Linked DNA regions of Mus musculus: regions 1, 3, 4 and 5 are each linked to region 2. The links are chromatin contacts, called in public HiChIP or PLAC-seq, capture Hi-C and promoter capture Hi-C maps. All regions are on one chromosome and are shown on one strand. Each heading gives the region's core, a stretch centred on a gene start, on an enhancer-like site or on the middle of the called end of the contact. The rest is flanking DNA. Distances are from core to core; before and after follow the strand shown.

The links. Promoter capture Hi-C pulls out the DNA fragments that hold promoters and counts their contacts. HiChIP or PLAC-seq counts read pairs in DNA pulled down with a chosen protein or histone mark. Capture Hi-C pulls out chosen DNA fragments and counts their contacts.
Region 1: a capture Hi-C map of macrophages shows a contact between it and region 2, with 17 times the contacts expected there. The contact joins the promoter of N4bp3 here to the promoter of Hspa4 in region 2. A contact is called at or near these places in 3 of 115 datasets of contacts at active chromatin or transcription factors (bone marrow-derived dendritic cells, large pre-B cells and pancreatic cancer cells) and 1 of 9 other capture datasets (macrophages).
Region 3: an H3K27ac HiChIP or PLAC-seq map of microglia shows a contact between it and region 2, with 15 times the contacts expected there. The contact joins the promoter of Ppp2ca here to the promoter of Hspa4 in region 2. A contact is called at or near these places in 1 of 39 promoter capture datasets (embryonic stem cells), 2 of 484 Hi-C or Micro-C datasets (B cells and embryonic stem cells), 11 of 115 datasets of contacts at active chromatin or transcription factors (the NIH/3T3 cell line, astrocytes, embryonic forebrain and 8 more) and 1 of 9 other capture datasets (liver).
Region 4: an H3K27ac HiChIP or PLAC-seq map of embryonic stem cells shows a contact between it and region 2, with 3 times the contacts expected there. The contact joins the promoter of Cdkl3 here to the promoter of Hspa4 in region 2. A contact is called at or near these places in 3 of 39 promoter capture datasets (the C10 cell line, embryonic stem cells and neural stem cells), 1 of 484 Hi-C or Micro-C datasets (embryonic stem cells), 16 of 115 datasets of contacts at active chromatin or transcription factors (astrocytes, bone marrow-derived dendritic cells, embryonic forebrain and 7 more) and 2 of 9 other capture datasets (adipose tissue and embryonic stem cells).
Region 5: a contact with region 2 is called in a promoter capture Hi-C map of pre-B cells, with 5 times the contacts expected there. The contact joins the promoter of Fnip1 here to the promoter of Hspa4 in region 2. A contact is called at or near these places in 2 of 39 promoter capture datasets (liver and pre-B cells) and 1 of 9 other capture datasets (adipose tissue).

What each region holds. Positions count from the first base shown.
Region 1 is chr11:51,649,804-51,652,503 of GRCm38.p6, forward strand. N4bp3 (NEDD4 binding protein 3) reads right to left here and starts at 1,270. Exons shown (of 5, transcript NM_145974.3): 1 at 875-1,270. D930048N14Rik (RIKEN cDNA D930048N14 gene) reads left to right here and starts at 1,151. Exons shown (of 4, transcript NR_027958.1): 1 at 1,151-1,410. It overlaps Gm30058 (a long non-coding RNA gene), which reads right to left. Exons shown (of 2, transcript XR_388627.1): 2 at 2,287-2,700.
Region 2 is chr11:53,299,197-53,301,896 of GRCm38.p6, forward strand. It overlaps Hspa4 (heat shock protein 4), which reads right to left and starts at 1,283. Exons shown (of 19, transcript NM_008300.3): 1 at 864-1,283. The coding sequence starts at 970.
Region 3 is chr11:52,097,547-52,100,246 of GRCm38.p6, forward strand. Ppp2ca (protein phosphatase 2 (formerly 2A), catalytic subunit, alpha isoform) reads left to right here and starts at 1,278. Exons shown (of 7, transcript NM_019411.4): 1 at 1,278-1,604. The coding sequence starts at 1,503.
Region 4 is chr11:52,002,936-52,005,635 of GRCm38.p6, forward strand. It overlaps Cdkl3 (cyclin-dependent kinase-like 3), which reads left to right and starts at 1,286. Exons shown (of 14, transcript NM_001166654.1): 1 at 1,286-1,575; 2 at 1,978-2,157. The coding sequence starts at 1,993. It also overlaps a transcript of Ube2b not described here.
Region 5 is chr11:54,436,762-54,439,461 of GRCm38.p6, forward strand. Fnip1 (folliculin interacting protein 1) reads left to right here and starts at 1,418. Exons shown (of 18, transcript NM_173753.4): 1 at 1,418-1,627. The coding sequence starts at 1,536. LOC115487771 (a long non-coding RNA gene) reads left to right here and starts at 1,634. Exons shown (of 2, transcript XR_003949675.1): 1 at 1,634-2,146.

The DNA.
Region 1 (2,700 bases), core at 20-2,519, 1.6 Mb before region 2:
CCCTCCCAGAGATCCCTCCTGCCCGCCCTGGGGAAAGAGGTAAGAAGAAGAAATAGTGGAAGTGGCGCAGGTTTAGGGACTCTTGAGCTCAGGAAACTGCTAGAGGCGGTGTCGGGAACTAGCTGGTCGCTTTCATTCAGTCTTGCACATACACACCCACACGCAGCCAGTCGGCAGAGAAGCCCTGCTTGTGAGAGCCTGGGAGGAGGCTCATCTCTAGGTCCAGGAGGGCCTCCCGCCTCTGCTCCCGCCCAAGGACAACCATTCCCAATCTGTATCTTTGGGTTGGGTATGTCCCAAGCTCCCATCTTAATACTGAGATACCTTAAGAGTCCTGGTCCTTACTTTTGTCAAAGGCTAAAGTCAGGACTGGAACAGAGTCCCAGACCTTGGGACGTCCCCTGTTCGCAGGTCCCCAGGTGAGGACCAGACACAGTAGGGGGCTGAGGCAGGAAGAGGGTACCCTGAGGGTGAGGGCAGGTGAGTGGTGTCCCCGGGAAGGCGGCAGAGAAGACAGGTTGGACATCCCGGTGGAACTGCGCCCAGGAAGGCTGTGGAGGAAGCAAGGGATCCCAGAACTACCGGAGGCCCTCCTAGCTACCCAGGGGGCGGGGTGGGGTGCACGTCTCCCGCCCGCCGTCTGTGGGGCCTGCTTAGAGCTGGTGCAGGGGGCGGAGGCCGAGGTCAGACTCCTGCGCCAAGGGCGCCTGCCCCTCCTAGCTGCGGCGTGGGGATCGGGGCGATGCTCCACGGAAAATGCATTTACAGGTCAGCCTCGTGCGCGGGAGCAGAGGACACCGGGGCGCGCACAGCATCCTGCCAACCCCCGCCGGGTGTCCGAGAACGACCTCAGCGACCCGCCCTACCCACTTACCATGCTGGCTCCGTGAATCCTAGGGCGCGCTGCAGTCCCCAGCTCGGTCTCGAACCTTTCTCTTCCCAGGCTCTTCGGGAACGCGCGGGAGCCGGATCGGCGGGCAAAGGACGCACTGGGCGACACTCGTCCGCTGGCCCCAGAGACGGAGGGAAAACCCGGCCTGACTCACCCGCGCGGCGCGAGCCCCAGCGCCCAGCCCGGCCCCCGGATGTGGGGGGCGGGAACCGGCACCGCCCCCGAGCGACCTGAGCCCCGCCCGGGCTCGCGGGTGCTGCGGGGCCGGGACCCCACCGCTAGCCGCGCATGGTGCAGCGGCCACCGCGATGCGTGCTCGTTCGCTCGCTCACGTGCAGCAGCTCTGCAGACCCCAGCCCGGACGAGGCTCTAGAGCGCGCGCCGCACTGCTTGCTGCTCCTCCTTCTCCTCCTCCTCCAACTCGGGCCTCGCCCGCCTCACCCGGTTTCCTTCCAGAACCAGCTTCCAAACTGGCTTGCTGGGATGGGTTGGTCAGGTCTCTGCCGCCTCTTTCTCAGGTAAGCGCCACTTTCCTCGTTTGAGAATAAACCCAAGACGCGCTCTAAGAGCCGAAGAGGTGTAGTAGGCGTCTACAGTAGTTAGCCGCTGGACTTTTATTTTGGAGGGAGGTTGATTTACCTGTGCAGCCTTCTAGGGGCGGCAGGTTCAGATGCCTTTAGGGGCCAGACTGATAGTGTAAATGAGTCATATGGGTTGGGTAAGCCAGTAGCGGGGACGGAAACCGAAGGCTGGACACTCAGACACGTTCAAGAGTAAGAAGTTGGAACACCTTTTCTTCCTTAAAAAGTTAAACATAGATGTGGGGTGGGGTGGGGTGGGGTGGGGTGGGGTGGTAAGGGTTGTGTATGGAGAGATGGTTCAGTGGTTAAGAGTACTTGCTGCTCTAGCAGAGGACCCGGTTTTGGTTCCCAGCAACCACGTGGTTGCTCACAATCCTTTGCAGCTCCAGTTCCAGGGTATGGAACGCCCCCCCCCTCACCCCCACCCCCGGCCCCTGGGGGCATTACTCGCACTGGGTGCACATTTACTCACGCTGGCACATACACGTAATTTTGTTGTTGTTGTTTTTAAGATAAAAAAAAAAAACCAAACCAGTAAGTTAAACAGATTCATGATAGCATTTCCACTCCTGGGTATATGACTAAAGAAATCAGGTATGCCAACAAGTGCTTGCACTCAGATGATCATAGCAATCCTGTGTATAACAGTCAAAAGAAGGACACAGGTCAAACCCTCCAGCAATTAGTGAAAGGATAAACAGTGTGGTCCAACCATACAGTGGAATATTACTTACCACAGAAAAGGCATAGTGCCATTTCATGCTACAACTCAAACCTCTAACAAGTGATGGTAAGTCAAAGAAACCCAGCAGAGACCATGTGTGAACCTTTATGGACAGAATGCAGGCTAGTGCTAGAAGCCACAGGGAGGGAGAAATGAGGATGATCCTTGCAAGTTATCGGGTTTTGTCCTGGAATCAGGTGGTGGTGACAGCACTTTCCTTTTACATTGTCTTACAGAGGGCTGGGGTGTGACTCAGTAGGAGAGCATTCTCTCAGAGGCTGCTTGAGGCCCTGGGTTCAATTCCCAGTACCTTAAGTTAAAATGGATAATTTTGTATCAGGCAAGTCAACTTCATTTAAACAACAAAACATTACTGTGGCCCAGCAGGTACCGATTTGCCGCCTCTGTTTTCTATTTCTACCGTAGTCAAATGTTAACAATGGATTTTTCTCTTTAAGAAACCTCATTCACAGCACTTGGTATCTCAGTCATGCAGGGACTGC
Region 2 (2,700 bases), core at 33-2,532:
TACCAGATTCTAGCAGACAGAAGCAGAATGAAAATTTTAGGTCATCCTGGGCTAAATGTGGGGGAAAAAATCCTACATATATCTAAAAAGTAGACTCCCTTTTACTCCAGCAAGCTCTGAGTGAGTCTTTTTTTTTTTTTTTTTTTTTTTTGCAGATTTGTCTATACTGGTCCCATAACTTCATGTAAGTTCTAGAAGTCAAACAGAGCCCTTGAGTCATGCATTAACAATTGTGGCAACCTTCCGGCTGGAATTCATTAGCATGAAAAACTAACGCTGTTAAGGAATAGGTGAGCAGCCTGGGTAAGGAATGACCCAACCTAACTCAATATCCAAAAACGAATGAAGGGAGTTAAAACGCTATCAAGAAAAGCATGGACTTTATTCAGGGCCTGCCGTGGGTACTCAGACTCCACATCTTCCGGGCGCCACCCCGCCCCCACTCACGTGGGACTCAGAGCGCTTCCCAGTCCCGAGGCCACAATCTTGCAAGTTAACTTTTATTAAATGCTCGCCGTGGGCCGAGTTTGAACCTCTATTGGATTCGACGAGCTCAGCAAGCCCTGGACCTCGTTTCAGACCGAACCACCCAAACCCTCCCCCCCCCCAAAAAAGGAGGTGAGAGCGGTCGGTCCATCCCACGGTCTCAGGCCCGCCTTCTCTTTCAGTTCCTGCTCCTGCCCTCCGCCGATCAGAGTACCGGCTCAAAGCCTTCGTTTGGCCCGCGCGAAAGGGCCTCGTGCCTGGCGCAGGCCCAGGATCCGAAGCAGGTGGCAGCCGCGGGCGACCCGGCACTCGGCGGGGGTCTCCTGCGGACCCTCGCCCGGAAAGCGAGGCGACCCCGCCAGCCAAGCCCCACTTACGGCGTGCAGCGGTCGCTATACTCGTTAGCGATCGTCTCGATGCCGCCGGCGCGGGCCACAGCGACATAGCAGCTCTGAAAGCCCAGGTCTATGCCCACCACCGACATGGCGCCGGCTACTGCTCCGGCTCGGGCCCAGGGCCGGCCGCCGACACTGCACACGGAACCCGGCGGGGTTGGCGCGTGGAAGAGGGCGAGCCGCGTGGGCCGGTGGAGCGCCGCGGCTGGGCGGGCGAAGCCGGACGACCGTCCGCTAGGAGGCTTGGGGCTTGGAGAAAGACGGGGGCCTCTACCGCTCGGGCCGCGGCTCCGGCTCCACGGCCGCAGAGGAGGCGCCGGTCGCGGAGGCGGAGAAGATCTCGAAGGCTCTCGTTGCAACAGGAGCAAGGTTGCAGCGCGAGAACTGCGCTGAAACGAAACGTTCTCGCGAGACCCCGGCTCAGACGCTTTTCCTCCCAAGGCTCCTCCCGTCTGACGAAGTCTGGCGTCACGTCCTGGCACAGGAACCGTGAAAGGAAGTGGGGGGACGGAAGCGGTCCGACGCGAAGTGGGCCACTGAGCCTGCGCGGAGAAGCCCCCCACAATCCTCCCTGAGCTGCAGGGCGCCTCCCATCCAGAAGTCAGGCGAGCGGGAGTGAGACAGTTCTTCGGGGAGCTGCATTGAACCCACTTCCGCCGTGCTCGTCACCGCGGAGGGACTTCCGGCAGTGACTTTGCAGGCTCTCTGCAGGGTTTTTTTTTTTTTTTTTAAGGCCCCACAGTGAACTCGAGTTAATCCTGCTAAGGGCGCTAAGGGTTTCAGCTCGGCTCTACGTAAAACTCAGTATTAAAACCAAGCGCTAACTAAAAGAATCCGAAGCCACGCTTCCACCTACTTTTAACCACTCACTTCCCGTGATCAGACGAGGGACCTTTCAGTCCTAGGTGTTTTCCCTGAGCTGGACACAAGGGTCCAAATCACATGCTCCGTGGAGTGGGAGGTCTAAGACCAGTGTCACGTTTATGTGAATGCTAACACATTATTATATAGAGTAGGTGGGGAGGGGACAGAATGTCCTGCAGGACAGTCCTCAAGGATGACCTTGAAATTCGGAAGCTCTTTTCTCCTTAGTGCTGGGACCCACTTACAGCCATGCCCCCACCCTGCGTTAAACTAAAGAATCTGAAACTATAGTGACCACTACGTTAGCCAGTTGCGGAAAGCTGGAGGGGAACCAGCTTCAACGCGTTTCTGATTATTACCAACCCAGAGTGCAGGAGGAAGATCCTAAGTTTCCCGGTTTCTGGCTGTTTTGTGGCTGAGGATATAGAGTACAGTGCTAGAACACTTGCAGGCTCAGGGCCTTGGACTGGATCCCCAACACCACAAAACTGAAAGGATTTTTAAATTTCACTTATTTGTCACCTCTTGTTCATAGGTGCCTAACGGTGTCCAACACAGTAAACCGTGCGGGAGAGATGGCTCCACAGTTAATACGTGCTGTGAAACCATACAGACTGGGGTTTGAATCCCAATCTCGATCTGTCATCGAGAACCTAGCAGGACAAAGACAAGAGGTTAACTGGAGGGGCTCCCTGACTAGCAGCCTAGTCCAAAAACTAGAGCTCCAGTTTCAGAGAGAGACCCTGCCTCCAAAAACTACATCAGAGAGCAACAGGGGATATCTGTTCTCCCTCAAGCCTCTGTGCAGCACATGGCCGCCCTCACAGAACATGGCCGCCCTCACAGCACTTCTACACGTGGATGCACGCGCGCACACACACTCTGGATTATCACCATCAGGAGAGAGCAAAGAGTTTCTAGTCAAAGGTAATAAGTGAGGGTTAATAGCCTAAAG
Region 3 (2,700 bases), core at 28-2,527, 1.2 Mb before region 2:
TCCCCTGGCCAAGCAGGTTGTCCTTGATAAAGGAGGATTTTCATCCCTGCCATTTGTGGATGGGGCCACTGAGGTCCTCTTGTAGCTTGTGGGTCAGGGTGTCTTCTGATGCTCTGAGCTGTGTCTTCTCCGGTGTGTGACAGGCTTGACTGTTCCCCACAGTATAGCTAGGTCAGCTCTTGCCTTGACCTTCATGGATAACCATCCTTTGGCTTCTCTCCCAGACTCTGGAGGGGAGCAGTGTATGACTTCCATCCATTCCATTCATTTCCAGCCAGGAACATTCAAGCTCCACCAGGGCAGTAGCCCCTTTCTGTCTGCATGACCCCTTTGTCCCCTAAGCATGGGATCTGGTCAACAGTTGATGCTCTGTAGAGCCAAGTATCTCTGTGAATGCAGACAGTGCAATGTGAACACGTTTCACAAGCCTCAGAAGAGATTTATAACCAGGTCGAAGGCTGATCCTTAAGAATATCAGCTTCCTTTACAGAACACACGGTAGCTGCTTCTACCAGTACCAGAACACAGCCCTGGCTTGTTCCTCTAGAATGTAGGACAAGATTATTTCCAGTGGGCACAGGTCTCGGAGAAAAGTGCACACCAGAGGTGTTGAAGGCCACAGGAGAGGAAGCAAGGCTTAGGAAGAGGCCAGGATCGAAGGCCCACTTCGGCCCCGCCTTCGTGCAGGGACAGGTGTGTGCTGGGGGTGTAAGGTGCGCGGGCGACACATCCCAGCAGGTACACCTTCCTTCGCCCACGAATGACCTAATTATAGGAGCCTGCAACGGCCAGAGGTGGGGAAGGTCACTCCAGGCAACCTGCCACTAGGCTTGTCCCCAAAGGTGTGTGACTCCCTTGTGGTTCCCAGGGCTGCTGGACTAAGCGCCTTAGGGTTGCCTTTAGTCATCAGGCTGGCAGAGCCCAGACCACATCTGAGAGGTATCACCCAGAGGCCTTCCAGAAACACCAGGTCACAAGGAATAAAAACCTCGCCTACACGGACTGCTCATGCGCCGAGACCGCGCAGGCGCCCTGCGGAGCCTGGGACGCCAGGATTAACCAGCACTGCGCTTGCTCGGACTCGCTTCTTCCCTTCCCCCGCCGCCCTCCCAGCGGGAGGACCACGCCCCAAGAGCGAAGCCACTTCCTTCGGCAGCCAACTCCGCTGCGCTTGCGCCCCGGCTCCACGGTGCGCAGCTCTGGGTCCCGGCCCCACTCCGTCGCCCTCCCCGCGGCTCCCTGACGCTGGCGTGACGTCACCACGCCGGGCGGCCGCCATTACAGAAAGCCGAGTCCCGAGCTAGGGCGAGCGGAGGAGGAGGCACAGCGGCCGGCGGCCGAGCACTGCGGAGCGAGCCAGCGGGCCGGCGCCAGCGCCCAGCAGCCGCCTGGGGCCGCAGAAAGCACCCCGGGAGAGCGGCGGCGGCGTGTGCGTGTGGCCCGGGTGCGGGCGGCGGCGCGGGAGCAGCGCGGAGCGGCAGCCGGTTCGGGCGGGCGGCATCATGGACGAGAAGTTGTTCACCAAGGAGCTGGACCAGTGGATCGAGCAGCTGAACGAGTGCAAGCAGCTCTCCGAGTCCCAGGTCAAGAGCCTCTGCGAGAAGGTGAGCTGCTCTCGGCCGCGGGTGCGGCCTCTGCCCGGGCCCGCCTATCAGGAGGCCGCGGGGACGGTGCAACATGGCGGCACGGAGGCCAGACCCCCGAACCTAGCAGCCCGGCGCCCGGCGCTGCCTGCGGCGACTCGCGAGGGACCCGGCGCCCCCCGCCTCCCGCGCGCTGATTGGATGGCGCCGCCACCGCGGCCTAAAATGGCGCCGCGCGCCGGACTCCGGGCTTCGGAGCCTCCGGGCCGAACCCGGCCCGACCCTGGGAAGTGGGGCGGCCGGGACCCTCGGTGGCCCGGCGAGGGACTGGCTGGGCTTTGCGCCCGGGAACGGGTTCCGGACTCATGGAGTCAAAGCATTGCGCTTGCACTCGGGCTTGCTTCGTGGAGCGGGCGCTGCCCACAGGGTCCCCCACAGCAGGGCTTGTAGGCCAGACCCCAGCGCCTATGGAAAGGTCACCTCGCTTTCCTGTCGGTCTCCACGCCTCGGCTTCCCCGGAGCCCTGTTTAAAGTGTGTGTTTAACGATTATGAAGGGAGTCGCTAACCCAGTTCCTACGAAGGTCATAGTGGTAGTTTGAAGGGAGGAATATAAAGTTTTCTTAGTTGGACAAATGGAGGATTTGGTGAGTCATACTACAACGAAGAGCTTTGGGATTGGAAATACAGTGTCACATTAATTTATGATGTATATGCTGACTCAAATTGGGTAGTGTGAAACCCTTCTGTGTGTAACGTACTTGGCGTGGAGCCATTTATTTTTGAATGAGCAACATAAACGGGAAGAGAGTCAAATTTTTTATCCTCTCTGGTTGCAAAAGTTTCTTGGATTGTATTTTTGTGGCTACAATCAGCAGTAGAAATCCCCGTGTTGACCGATTTCTCTATTTCAGACATGGAACTGAGTCCACTCCTTGAAGTGATAACTCGGTATCTCAGGTTATCTCATTCCATTGGTTTTCTCCAAGAATTGGGGAAGCAAGTTGTTCATGTTGTATTCTTGAAGTCTTAATTAATGCAATTTTCTATTAGAAAAATGTGTCTCCACTTCATTTTAGCTTTTCTTTTCAGGGTTAATTTAACATTTAATTTTAGTGC
Region 4 (2,700 bases), core at 36-2,535, 1.3 Mb before region 2:
GCCTCCCAAGTGCTGGGATTAAAGGCGTGAGCTACCACGCCCGGCTGTTTTTTGTTTGTTTGTTGTTTTTTAAGATTTTTTTTTTTTTTTTTTTTTTTTACAAATACACTGTAGCTGTCTTCAGACACACCAGAAGAGGGCATCAGATCCCATTACAGATGCTTGTGAGTAACCATGTGGTTGCTGGGAACTGAATTCAGGACCTCTGGAGTAGTAGTCAGTAATCCTAACCGCTGAGCCATCTCTCCAGCCCTAAACTGTTTTTTGTTTTTGTTTTTAAAAAAGCAAACTAGTTTCTTTTTTACACTACTCAGCACACTCGTTGTGCACATTCATTTGTGTGTATAGGTCACAAGACAACTTGGAGGAGTTGGTTCATTTTCCACCACGTAGGTCCAAGAAATTGAACTCTACACTTTGGGCTTCGTAGCCTTTTCCTACTGAGCCATCTCGATGACCTACTTTTGCTATTACAGTTAAATCAAGATCTGTAAAAATGGAGCCCTTTTAAAAGCTCTGCGGGCTATTTAAAAGTACATCCCTAGGCGTCCTTGTACTTACTCAGCCTGTGGCAGAGTCCGGTGAATTATTTTGTTTTCCTAAAAAGTTTTGCGTTTCACACGTCATGAGAAAACTTTAAAAGTACTGCTAGGGCTGGATATGATGGCACTCAGCACAGCACTCTAAGCAGGCAGATAATCTTGGGAGTTTGAGGCCAGCCTGGAAGTATACATTGTGAGTCCCAGGCTACCCGGAGCTATATAGTAGCCCTTGTCTCAAAACAAAAAGGGATCACTAGTAGGTAGAAAGCAGTAGTAATTGGGAAACTGAAAATGTGTACAGAAATGGTGTTAGAAATAAGTCAGAGGAGTAGTGAACGCTGAGTATGTGGCTTACTACCGAGCTAAGCCCTCTATCCAAAAACGATCTTGTCCCCGGTTTAAGGATTATGTCGACTTTGAGGTCGAAATCGGTTGCATGGAATAGTAACGAAGCACTGGCAAACTGTAGCCCCATAAGTGTTCCGTAGATCCAATTATCTCCGTCAACCTCCTAGAACCGGGCACAAGTAAGGGACCAGTAACCACCCAGGTGACAAAACGCTCTCTTGCCGGGCGAAAGCCTCCAGGCGTTCATTCTGCTATAAAATGCCCCGCTCTCCCTCATCCCCACCCCCCACCCCCACCCCCACCTGCAAGCACGCGGGCCTCCTACGTCCCTCCCCCTTCCCCTTGGGTCTATCTTCCGCTTCGTGTCACTTTCCCTTCCGGGTCAGGACCTCAGCAATTTCCAGTCTTGCGTACTGTGCTCGGAACGCGGCAGTGCCCCGCCCTCACCCCGTTGCCAGGGCGTCCGGCTGCCCCGAGCCGGCAAGGTCGGCCAGGAGAGGAGGTGTGGTGTCCCGGGCCGGCTGGGACTTGCACGCAGCCGGGCCGGCGGGACTACAGGATGGGCTGAGGCGGCGGTGGTTCTCAGGACGAGGTCGACAGCGCGGCGAGACGGGCCACTCGGGTTGGGGCTGCACAGACTGCGTGTTTGAGGAGAGGGCAGGACGTATGGGTGACTAGTGCTGAGGTGGGAGTCCCCACGCTTGGTGGACCGTGGCTCCTAACAAGGGACCCGCAGTGTTGTTAGCGGGACTTTTTAGTTTGGCTTCCATTGTTCCTGAAAGGGGACCTCAAATTGTAAATCCCGTATTCTAAAAGGATGCCTGAGTTAAACGCATATCAGACCTCTTTTATTTCTCAATCCCGGTCTACACAAAATGCTAGATTAATGAAGGACATCCTGCGTTCTGGTGAAAGTTGGAGCTTCTTAGACAATTTAAGAGTTCCCTCGAGCAGGCTCTGCTGTAGCCGGCACTCCTAGTTTTTGTTCTTATATCCGAAAGTAGGGGATTATCTCTAAGCATTATAGAGCTTGTATAATTGAAAGTGTGAACGTTTAACGTTTTCTTTCTTTATTTCTGTGAAGTAGAAGCCAGGCTTGAAAATGGAGATGTATGAAACCCTTGGAAAAGTGGGAGAGGGAAGTTATGGAACGGTCATGAAATGCAAACATAAGGACACTGGGCGAATAGTGGCCATTAAGATTTTCTATGAGAAACCAGAAAAATCTGTCAACAAAATTGCAACGAGAGAAATAAAGTTTCTAAAGGTTTGCTTCTTTTGCCTTTTATTATATATATTTTTTCTTGTTTTCCCATTGGGACCTATCTTGCTATGCAGCCCAGGCTGTCTTGAAATGCTTTATTTTTTTCCAGGGCTAAGATTTACAGGCCTACATTGAAACACCCATCTTCTTTTTCCTTGATTATTTAAGTCAAAAGAGAAATTGTTATGGGATAAAAATAAAATATATGAAAGAATGTTTCCATTAACAGATAAACTAAGACCTGTCATAGAGAAACCCTCATTGTCTACAATCTGTACTTTTTTATTGATATAAGATTGTGTGCTTGTGTATAACAATTATGCTAGTATTGTAAAATCATTCAAAACTATTCAAGTATAATACTTAGTAAGGATGTCTGCTTTGTACAAGGGATTGTGGAAAACGATGAGAGTAGGAAGAAGGAAAAAAAATTTTTTTTGCCAGGTATTGGGGTGCAAACCTTTAATTCCAGTACTGGAGAGTCAGAGACAGGTAGATCTCTGAGATTAAGGCCAGCTTGGTCTGCAGAGTGAGTTCTAGGACAGC
Region 5 (2,700 bases), core at 168-2,667, 1.1 Mb after region 2:
CTGTGTGAACAAGAAGACCTGCATTCCATTCCCAGAATCTACTTCAAGGATGGGCAAAGGAATGCAAGGTTGTGATTCTTGTGCTGTCAAAGAAGATGAAGCAGAAAGGTCATCCTACACTACTTGGTGAGCTCCAGGCCAGCAAGAGACCCTGTCTCAATAAATATAAAAAAGTCTTGTAACATGAGACTTTGTAACATGTTGTAACAGCTCAACATGCTGACCAGTGATAAATTATTAACGATATAAAAATATCCTGCTAATTTTTCTTTTATTCTTTTGTTTTGTTTTCTTGTTTTGTTTTTTCGAGACAGGATCTTTCTGTGTAGCCCTGGCTGTCCTGGAACTCACTCTGTAGACCAGGCTGACCTTGAACTCAGAAATCTGCCTGCCTCTGCCTCCCAAGTACTGGGATTAAAGACGTGTGCCACCACTGCCCGGCATTTTTTCTTTTTCCCATGTAAATAAGGGCTACTTATTTATTTTTTTTCAACTGCAGATCAGCTGACAACTTCTTAAAGATTTGGTTCCTATGTCTAGCTAAGTGAAATTCTCAAGCGTCTTTGTCTACCCTTGCAAACATACACCAGTATTTCCCCACATTCATCCACATTTCTCAGAGAACTTCATTCCACTGTACGAAATCCCTCATCCTGGTAAACGGATGACGAATTTGATCTGAACACTGATGGTTTGATAAGACTGGAAGGATGTTCGTGAGCTGTATTTTCCGTTTTGAGAGCAGTCTTGCCATTTGGTAACAATGTTACAGTTCCTCCTTTCCTCATACCCAGATATTAAAGATATACAGCTTTGTTTCATGGAAGTTCTGATTGTCTCTCTTAGACATTTTGCTAAACTTCTTGTTTGGTGATGAGGATCAAACCCAGGGCCTCTAACTACTGAGCTCTTTAACCGCAGTCTTTCAAATTCTAAATACTTAGCATAAAGGGTTAGATATTTTTAGATAGATGTCTTTTTTTTTTTTTTTTTTTTTTTTTTTTTTTTACGGCTGCTTGCCTCTCTTGGTTTTGCTTGTGATCTTTTTGGTTACCAAGGAGATCGAGCCTGAGCCCCCAGTCGCTAGATCTTCCTAGAGACTAAGTGCGGGCGTCAATGGAAACCGCACCTCAAGTCACAGACCTAGGTCTCCTCCTAGAGCCCTAGCAGTTTGGGAGGGTCAGAGGCGGGCCTGGGTCCCAGAGGCTTTCTCTTGCCACCCAGCCGCGCGCGCCCTCGCACGCCCCGCCCCGTGAGAGGCCGCGTGACGGACCCGTGAGCCAGCCAATGGCAGGCGGCCCCGCCTCCCCACCCCCACCCCGCCCCCCGCTCAGTTTGCTGCCACGTGATACGGCTCGTCGCCAGCCAATCGCCGCGACCTCAATCTCGCGCTCCGCCCCGCGCGCCGTGGCCGTTTGAAGTGACTAATTTCTGTCATATGACTGAGGCGCCCATGGGGGTGGCGGGGTGGCGGTAGGAGCGGGGGGCCTCCTGCGAGCTCCCAGCCGAGCGACCCCAGTCTTGCGGCGGCCAGCATGGCCCCCACCCTGTTCCAGAAGCTCTTCAGCAAGCGGAGCGGATTAGGCGCGCCGGGACGAGACGCCCGCGACCCGGACTGCGCGTTCAGGTGAGGCGTCGCGGGCCCCCGAGGGGTCGCGGCCTCGGGCGGGGCGTGCGGTCCCCTGCCCTCTTCGCTAGGCTGTTTATGCCCCGCCCGCGCCACGCGCCGCGTCCCCAGCCCCAGCACGGCGGCCTCGGGAGGCTGTCGGTCCGCACGCTGCCCGGGCTGCGACCTCACCGCAGGCCTCCGGGGCCCGGCCGGGAGCTGCTGTCTCCCTGTGATCCGCAGCCCTCGGGTGGCTTTGTGCAGACTGTCGCGCGTTCGGCCAACCTGCGGAGCACTGAGGAGGCTGGAGGAGCGAGTGGGCAGGCTGGCGGTCTGTCAGGCTTCTTGGAAACTAAAATTGGAGCTGTGCAGTTCTCTTGCCGAGCGACCTTAGTGTTATCGAAGGAGAAATGCGAAACCGAAGTGGTTAGGGTTACTACTGACCAGACTCGAGGAGGACTTGCGGTAGAACTTACTGTCGAATTTTCTTTCCCTTCTTACACCTGTTACTGAAAAGGAGTTTCTTGCAAATGGAAAACGGTAGCTGTGTGTGTGTGTGTGTGTGTGTGTGTGTGTGTTTGTTTGTGATTGCATGCTTTGTTTCTTTCTGATTGCAGTACCTGTTGCTGGTACAGTAACTTTTTAGAATTGTCAGATATATAGAAGCTTAGCTCAATGGTTAAATTCAGCCGTGGAATTGTATTTGAAGAAGATATTGTTTTGTCTTCCATAATGCGCTATGGAAACTTTCGCATGTAACTAGGCCAAATGTCACATATCAGACAAACTTGGCTGTATGGCCGAGAACTCAGTTGTACAGTAATAGTAAAAGGGAAACAGTGTCAAATTTTGCAGCAAGCCCAAGTATCAGATGACTGCACTACATAAGTCTTAGAGGCTTTAATATTTTTCAAATTATCCACGCTGTCAATAATACAGATCCCATCAGGAAACAATGTGTGAGATTGAATATCAAATGGCAAGTAATTTAACTGATATTTAATGGGAGAAAAAGGTCAGTTACCGTTTTGGAAACAAGCTTAACAAAAGAATTTTCATGGCAGTGGCTTTTCTTCGTAATGGGAAGTAAATGT